Regions from separate parts of the Gossypium hirsutum genome. Here region 1 is linked to region 2. A link is a contact called in public Hi-C data. All regions are on one chromosome and are shown on one strand. Each heading gives the region's core, a stretch centred on a gene start, on an enhancer-like site or on the middle of the called end of the contact. The rest is flanking DNA. Distances are from core to core; before and after follow the strand shown.

The links. A called contact is a pair of places that touch in the nucleus more often than the background predicts.
Region 1: a contact with region 2 is called in a Hi-C map of leaf, with 3 times the contacts expected there. The contact joins the enhancer-like site here to the promoter of LOC107929326 in region 2. A contact is called at or near these places in 3 of 34 Hi-C or Micro-C datasets (hypocotyl, leaf and petal).

What each region holds. Positions count from the first base shown.
Region 1 is chrD08:58,491,855-58,496,670 of Gossypium_hirsutum_v2.1, reverse strand. No RefSeq gene overlaps it. Among protein-coding and RNA genes, the nearest start is that of LOC107929341, 5.8 kb to the left of the region's middle. Within about 2 kb of position 1,255, at least 4 of the 9 cell types and tissues checked have an H3K27ac peak or open chromatin away from gene starts, as enhancers often do. A contact at or near this core is called in hypocotyl and leaf, where this site is marked.
Region 2 is chrD08:58,424,600-58,429,193 of Gossypium_hirsutum_v2.1, reverse strand. LOC107929326 (putative glucuronosyltransferase PGSIP8) reads left to right here and starts at 2,272. Exons shown (of 5, transcript XM_016860713.2): 1 at 2,272-2,866; 2 at 3,019-3,265; 3 at 3,336-3,537; 4 at 3,637-3,784; 5 at 3,884-4,504. The coding sequence starts at 2,625. The coding sequence ends at 4,388.

The DNA of each region.
Region 1 (4,816 bases), core at 6-2,505, 68 kb before region 2:
ATAGATTCCTTAGTGAGTCTATTTTCAAAAGAAATAAATTATAACCTTATATGAATTCTGTACAATGAGATAATTGATTTTTAGTGTTAAGAGGTCAGAACTGTTAAGTAGTGAAACAGGGGAGACTTCAATGAATAAACTGTACTAACTGGATAGACCAAAAATTCTAAAAATTTTATGGTAAGTAGGAATATGAGTCTACTTTCAGGGAAAATTTACGGATTTAAATTTCGAGTTCTGTAACTCGAGCTATAATTAAATTAGTGACAGTCACGTAGGTGGACAGTTTTGTTGTGAACAGTGAACTTAATTTTAAAAGCAAATTTTTATGCTCCGAATTGGTAAGTTAAATTGGATGACATCTCGTACTCGATTCCGGCGACGGTCTCGGGAAAGGGGTGTTACAAATATTGTACTTGAACTTTAATCCACTTTTTAATCTCATACATGAACTTTGATTTTGTGTTGAATATTACATACATAGACATATTAATCCACTATGAAAATAAATATATGTATTCATTTGTTTAAATCTATATAATTGAATCAATATCAAAGTTTCATGTATATATATATGAACGATATAAGTTTTATGTATATAATTGCATCAAATAAAATTCCGTATATTAAATTGGACAATATAAATTTAATATTTATCTGTTGTTGATAAAATATTTGTCCCACTAAATTCAAAGACATCTTTTTTAACAAACCTAAATACATTTTTTTATACTCATCATAATTAATTATTTGTATACTTCAAATATTTTCAACCTTTTAAGAATTGAAAAATGACAGTAATTATTTCAATTACACTCGATTTAATAGATCTAATTAATTATTATAATTATAAATAATTATACTCAAATCTAATTATTAAATAATTTTTCAAACACATTTTAAGGAAAATATATAAATAATTAATAAATTGAGAAGTGATAAAAAAAATGTATGATCAGTTAATGATTGTTTATAAAAAAAATTAAAATATTGTGAATAATGATAAAAGAAAAAAACTGGGAATGTTTTTAAACTTTTTTAAAATTCTCTTCTACAACTTTAAAATTTTTTAATTAATACTTATATATTTTACTAATATGTTAATTTAAAGAAAAATTGGCTTATTTTCCTTTCTAGTGAATTTATAATACCAATTTAGTAATGGTTTTAACTTTTAAATAGTAGTATCTGAAAATGCAAACCAATAATGATAGAAGGAAACCCATGCAAGAATGTTGGAAGCCCAGTAGGAACCATGAAGGTGCATAGGCCCAAGTATGATGTGATAGTGTATGCTGGCATTCCATTGAAACGAACCCATGATTATGAGCCACACTCAAAAAATATATAAAATGTGAATACCTAAATGTTTACATTAAAAGTTACATTGGAAAATGACAATGCTGGAGAATACCCCAATTTTATCTAATCTTAACTAAGATAAGTACAAAGATGAGGTTAATTAAGATATTTAATGCAAAAGTTTTGAGTGATCCCAAAGGGTATTAGTACATGTGAACTTTATTTTTTATTCACTTGTGTTAGCAACATAGGATCACCACAAGATCCGAGGATCATTACGTCATGTTGAAATCCATCTAACCTCAAATCCCTACTTTCTTTGTTTCTTTCCTATCAAGTAAAAACAAATGGAAAATCTAACTCTCTTCATATGTTTTTTTTTCCCTCACTCACCTAGAATATTACCATAATTAATACCTTAATGAATAAGATAGTCATAAGTCAATTATTAACCAAAGACTAATTACTTTTAAATATTGATTTTTAACCTTGTTGGCGTGACTGTTAGATTTGTTCATGGGTCGGCCTGACCTGAAGGTCAATCTAAAAAATGGGAGGGTTTAGACAAAAATATAAATCCAAAAAACCGATTTCTAAACGGGTTGGGCCTCATGTAAACTTTTTTTGGTCCAAGCCCAACCTAACCCACATTTGCAAAAAAAAAAATTATTGCTTTTTTTTACATTGTTTTGCTATTATATTGTTACTATTTTGATGTTAATATTTGAATATTGTATAACTCTTTTTTTTTATTAATTTACTACTATTTTAAAGGTATTTGCTTGTTAAATTGTACTTATCTTAGTGTTATTTAAATATATATTTTTAATTTTTTCTATTTGTTGTGAAACATTTATATTAATGTTTTTAATATATTTGATGTATTATATTTTTAAAATTTATCTTTATATAAAAAAACAATACAAAATTTTTTATTACAGGTAGCCGGGCCAGGCTCGGGTTTTAACATTTTTACTCAGGCTGAGTTTGAGCAAAATTTTAGGCCTATTTTTCGGACTGAGTAAAATAAATGAATAAGATTAAAATATATATAAAAATTCATAAAAATTCAAAATAAATAGCATGGAGCATACATGAATTATCAAGTAAGTTGTTGTGTTTAAAAATTTTAACATTTTAGTTAGTGTTCTTGTTACAAAACATCATTTCGACTCTTTTTCAAATGGTTGTCAAATTGGACTCTTTTTAAAAGGTTGACAGCCAAATTTAGATTAAAAAAGAAGAAAAAAGACCAATTTGACAAAAAAATATAAACATTAAGGACTAAATTTGACATAATATATTTAAAAAAATTTAAAGCTTTCTACTCATGATTGAACCAATACCTCGTTAACATTAAATAGCTTATATCTAATCATATATTATACATATAAAAAAAGAGAAGTAACAAAAGTTTTCTTAAAAAAAAACATATAAGTATAAATATAATATATTGAAAGTTTCCACTCTGTTTTATAAACTATAATTACAATTCATTTTTTAAAACAAAAATAAAACAAATATTTCATGAAAAGAAAAAAAATCTCACCTTACAAATATCTGAAGTAACTTTTGTTAAAATAATTCACCCTTTTTAACTAATTGAATTAAAAAAACTAAAATACATCTTTTTTTATTAAAAAATTAAAAAATGCTGAAATTTTATTTCCCCTAATAGTATTCATAAAAAAAATACATATATTAACCAGTTCAATTTTTTTAAAATTAAAAAAAAATGCATAAAATAGAAAAAAGAAAAGGAAAAGGGAAAATGAAGCAAAGCTTATGGATAGCAATTCAAAGACATATGGAAACCACCCTACTTTGAACCATTAAATAAATTAGGAAAAGAAATTGGAGCAACCTCTTGAGAAAGATGAGTTGGATTTATGGCTCCTACATTGGACCCACTCACCAACTTCTTTTCTAGGTTGGAACATAGGCCGACTACTCACATTTATAAATTCAGACACATATGTTCCAAGCAATATGTGAGCCCTACGATTATATTCTCTTGTTTTCTTTGAAATTCCCACCACTAATTTGCTCAACTTCTTTAGGAATTATATCCCATACCAAATATGTGGCCCACCCAATGATACACACCCTTCAAATTGATAAAAATTTATGATCCATTTATGCATATGTTTTATGTAAGTTTTACAATTAATTCTTTTGTATTTGTCCTCCACTCCAACTTTTATCTATTTCTTTATTTATCTTACATTCTATCGACTACTATTGATCAAACCTCTATAATTTATTTTATATCAATGAAACCCAGCTTATACATGGAAGGTTTCAATGAATAATTACTTGAAAGGTACAAAATAAATGAAAACGGCAGAGTTGATCCAGAACAGCCTACGTTGATGGCAACTAAATTTTATTTATTTTTAAACTAAAAATATTGAAAATCATAGTCCTAAATTATATGATGCATAAAAAAGGTTAAAATATGTCATAATTTTTTTTATATTTTTTTTCTAAATTTTGTAACACCCCTTACCCGTATCCAACACCGGAATAGGGTACGAGGCATTACCAAAACACATACACTTGTAGACATATTTAACCGAGTTATAAAATTTCATCTAAATTAAAACTTTCAAAATTATTAACATGCTTTTTATAATTCTTCATAATATATATAATGTAACATTTCCTACCAACCACAATCTCAAATAATGAATTTATCCAATCTAGCTCATTATCAGATGTCAACTTATATTCCAACATTTAGCTTCAATTCTACTACAAATACTTGTCAAATTACAGATCGTCTTACGGATTTGAGTACATCGTTTGCTTGGTGCCGCGATTTGTTTGAATATTTCACATTGCTATAACTTAGTATGGTTTTTCTTCACGGAAATACCATACCTACTTTTCACAACTCAGTATGGTTTTCTTCACCGAAACATCATACCTACTTTTCACAACTCATTATGGTTTTTTTACCGAAATACCATACCTACTTTTCACAACTCAGCATGGTTTTCTTTACCGAAATACCATACATACTTTTCACAACTCAATATGGTTTTCTTCACTGAAATACCATACCTACGTTTCACACTTTGCCATGGATCCACCATGGACTTATTCGTCAATTCATCATCACTGGTTACCGAACGTATGTACTCAATCCTGCGTATCCCTTAATTTGAACAAACAATCTCATTTTATTCTTATTTTTACCATAATCATAATTCAACAACAATATACGAATTGATACATTATATCATTCCCACATTAACAATTAATCATAAAAGTTCAGCCATATGAACTTACTTTTCATTATCTTCCCACACTCGTTTTCTATGCACATCACACAAGATATAAACATATCATTCAACCATAGTCGCAAGCTAGTGTATTTAAACATAACTCTTTTTTGGGGCTAACCACATAATAAACCATATCAATGCATAACTTATAAATTTAACGTGGCATGATCTAGCCACTACTTGGCCAAAGCCTAAGCATGTATACCAAATATGTTAGCCAAATA
Region 2 (4,594 bases), core at 1,023-3,522:
TTGGATGAATTGCTTTCATAAAGAGTATATAATAAATAGTTTTTAGTCATGGTACTTCTTGTGGATTGACTTAATGATTAAGTAAATTGTGAATTATCAGAACGATACTTCTGGACATAATTGCGATTACTCGAGCCTAGTTGTATATGTTCGATTGGTCCCTCCGCCAGCTCAACAAAAGCTCGATTAGATTGTATTTGGCTCATAAAAAAATTCTACGACTTTAGAAATAATATAATTGAGTCGATTTATTCGATTAAATTAATCAAATTAATTAAAATAAATATGATATTTTTAAAATTAATTTTCAACTCATACAATTGGCTGGTAATTGAACTTGAAAATTGGACCCAAAATCGAAAATAGAACTCGAGAACCAAAACTTAAGACCGAAACCCAAAACTAGTTGAATCAGGACTTATGAATGAAACTAGGCCGACGGTCCAATCGATGGTTGGATCGGACCGATCGAGAGATCACTGGCCTAGGACCAAACCGGCCAGGCCCGTTCGGGCAAAATAGCGATGATTTGGGGTGTCGAGGGAAGTGGCACCGACGACAACACCACCGAGCATGTTGGCTGCGACGGCAGCGAGCCGACGACTGGAAAATGATCGACGGCGATGGTTCTTCGACGGTAGAGAAGTGGAAAAATTAGACTCGTAGTGGGACTCTACCGGATAACTTAATTTCAAATTAACTTTTTCAAAGATAATATTATTTTAATAAATTTAATATTTAATTTAATTTAATATTTATCTAGATAATATTTTGAGATATTAATATTAAATTAATATTTATCTATAGATAATGGTTTTGGGTTTGAATTTTGTTCCATCCCCAACAGCAAAAGATAGTCAAAACCCAATTGTGGTGGCTCCTCAATTGGGGGTTTGAAAAAGAAGAAAATATAGGTTGGTGGTTTGGACGTGAAAGATGGTTGCGGTGTAGACGGTGGTGGGATTGTTGGGATGGAGGGATGGAGAATACAATTGATTTGAGATGTATATGTTTAGTGCTTTAAAAATTAGTTGTTTTATATTAATTATAAAATGAGATGGAAATTATGTGGAAAAAATTCATGATTAAGAAAATACATGTCATGAAGTTTATTGATGATTCAGCAAATTGTTAGTATTTGAACGGTTTTGAATTAAAATAAAGTAAAACAAAATGATTTTTGTAATTTTTTAAAGTCGAATGACCTAAAAGGAAATTTTTTAATAGTTAGGTGACCATTTATATAGTTTACCCTAACGATCATTCGTTTAAATTATGGAATTATACCGTTTTCATTATCGATCTTGTCAACAATTTTTTGACCTAGTGATAAGAATATTATATTACAGGCATAAGAATTTAAATTCGATCTTAATCTTTCCTTAATTATCAAAAACATCTAAAAGAGAGGCATGGTGGGGCGCCCTTATTTGGAGAACTAATATATTTGGATTTCAAAAATCATTGATTTATTAAATGCAATTTAAAATTATTTAAAAATTTATGAATTTGAAAAATTAATATTTCTTTATTAATTTAAATAAATATTATATTGATTTACTAATACAATTTATGTAGCAAATGAAATATAAACCCATATTTGAGGTATGAATTCCAAAAGATGACATAAATAAAAATGGATCCATCATATACAAGAGGTAGGACTTTTCAGAAACTAAATTCGGAATTAATGTTAATTAAAGACAATTTTTTATTACTCATACTTATGTATTTTGACTACATTAAAGGGAGAGAGAAAAGATAAACACCACACCTCTCTTACTTATACAATCCAAAGTTTTTTCTTCTTCTTTCTTTTTTCTTTAATTTTGTATGATATATATTAGATACAATAATTTTGTAAAAGAGATACAAAGGTTCCATAACAAGCCAATGCTATAGCTCATACTTTGGCTGGTGTAATGCAAAAATTCCGGTATGGTCTTATAAGGTTCTAGGAGATCTCGACATAAATCATTGAGCAATTTCGGATTGATGGGCAACTTGTTTATAGTGAAACTGATCTTTGTGAGTGATTTTCATATTTCTTTACCAAAAAAATAATTATTGAATCTAAATTTTAAAATCTAAAAAGTAAAATGATTAAATTGCTTGAAATAAAAAGTAAAGGGACTGAATTAATTTCAAATTTGTGAAGAATAGAGGGACTTGTGACAAATTTTAACCAATAAATATAGTTTTGCATTGTTTTCAAGATACTATAAATTAATGGAGGCGAGAAGCTACCTTTCTCCGCAGCTCCGCCCCTGGTTGAAACTCTTTACATATTATCTTTATTTCTAAATATGTTCTCTTGAGTCTGACCTTGAGATCGCTTAAAACCTCCCAACATTTTTGTATTTACAACCAAATAAAGCTTCAAATTTAATGCCAACTTGCAGCTTACCTTCTCTGCTTCCTCCCTCCCTATAATAATCCTACTGCCTTTTATTCTCTTCCATTTCTACATGCTTTGAGCTTACCTTCTCTGTTATATCTACTCTTTTTCTCTTCTTATTTTTTTTTTTGTTAAAAAAGAAAAGAAAATTTGTAAACCACAGCATAGGAAGGCAGAGAAAAGACTGGGTTGGAGCGGGGTGAGAGGAAAAGAGGTGGTTGGATTAATGAGAGTGATGGTAGTGATGGTGGGGGTGGTGCAGGCCACGGCCTTCTATGGGGTTAATCTGAAACATAAGAATAAGGAGCACCGTAACGCTTATGCAACGGTGTACATGGGGAGACCCAGAGACTATGAGTTCTACGTGGCAACACGTGTGTTGATCAGATCGCTTATTAGGCTCCAAGTGGACGCTGATCTCATCGTCATTGCCTCCCTTGACGCTCCCCTCCGCTGGCTTCGTGCTCTGTAACTCTGCCTAACTTTTTGCTTCTTACTTGTCTATTTTTCAACAACATGTTTAGTTCAAATAATAGAACAACATATTTAGTTCAAACAGTGTTCCTTATTATAATGAAAAAAAGTTGATTACAGGTTCTGTTTTTGTTGTGTTTCTGTAGAGAAGAAGAAGATGGGGCAAAGGTGCTGAGAGTGGAGAACGTTAATAACCCTTACAAGGGTCAACAGAGATTCAAGTTAACACTGAACAAATTATATGCATGGAGATTAGTGGACTATGACGGAGTTGTCATGCTAGATGCTGACAATCTCTTCCTCCACAAAACTGATGAGTTGTTCCAATGTGGCCAGTTTTGTGCTGTCTTCATTAACCCCTGCATCTTTCATACTGGCCTCTTTGTGTTGCAGGTAGTAATTTAAATTTTCAACTAAATTCCATAAAAGCAGCTTTGGGTTCTAAAAAGTATTTCATGTGCAGCCATCGTTGGAGGTATTCAAAGACATGATTCATCAACTGGAAACTGGTAAAGCAAACCCTGATGGTGCAGACCAGGGGTTTACTGGTGCCTACTTCCCTGACTTGCTGGACCAGCCAAAGTTCTATCCCCACCTAAATGGCACCACCTTAGATGGGCACTACAGACTTCCCATGGGCTATCAAATGGATGCCTCCTATTACTGTGACTAAAATAGTGATGGTCTAATCTATAATGCTTTGACTTGAGCTACAAATCTAACCTCAAATGATATCGGTGATTTTCATTTTTAATGATATCCAGATCTTAAACTTGGTTGGAGAGTACCATGTGGACCTAACAGCGTGATCACTTTTCCTGGTGCTCCATGGTTGAAGCCATGGTATTGGTGGTCTTGGCCTGTCCTTTCCTTAGGCATTCAATGGCATGAAAATCGTCGTCAAACTCTAGGGTAAGATAATATGTAAAACTAGTGAAACACTGATAGATAAATAAAGCCTATACAGCCATCGAACGATTGCTTTGAGTTTCATGATCTTGTACGATACAGGTATGCAGCTGAAATGCCCATTGTGATGATCCCATCGGTAATCTTTCTCGGAATCATCACGATGACACGTCTAGCTCGCCCCAGCATCTCCAAGCTGTGGTACCGGAATACAGATAAAAGCTCATCTTTGATGCAAACAGGCCCGAAGTTTATAGCAATATGGTCAATTATTGCAGCCTATATAGTTCCCTTCGCCATCATTCCTCGTACAATTCATCCATTAGTAGGGTGGACATTGTATTTCCTTGGCTCGGTTACTCTTTCATCTGTAGCAATTAATTCATTTTTGCTGCCAGTGGTTCCAATTTTGGTTCCTTTGATACGGGTTCTGGGGTCACTTTTGGTGATGGCATGTCCTTGGTACCCCTATGGAGTTACAAGAGCTTTAGCTGTTTTCGGCTATGCATTTTGTTATGCCCTTATTGCTTGGGGTTCAATGGTTAAGGTTACGGCACGACTTCAGGTCTCACTTGAAAAGAGAACAAATTTTCCCAAAATTGGGTGAAGAATCTTAGGTACACTTGAAAGTTGTCTTTATTTTAACCTGAGCGTAGGACCACCAACATTTCCCTATTTGTCCATTATTAAAATTATAAGAATTTATAAGGGCTTTGATTTTCCCACCACAGCCTATATAGCATGCCCATTTTCATGAATCATCAACAAACCCTTGCTCATTACTGATAACTATATCCCATGGCATAATCATAT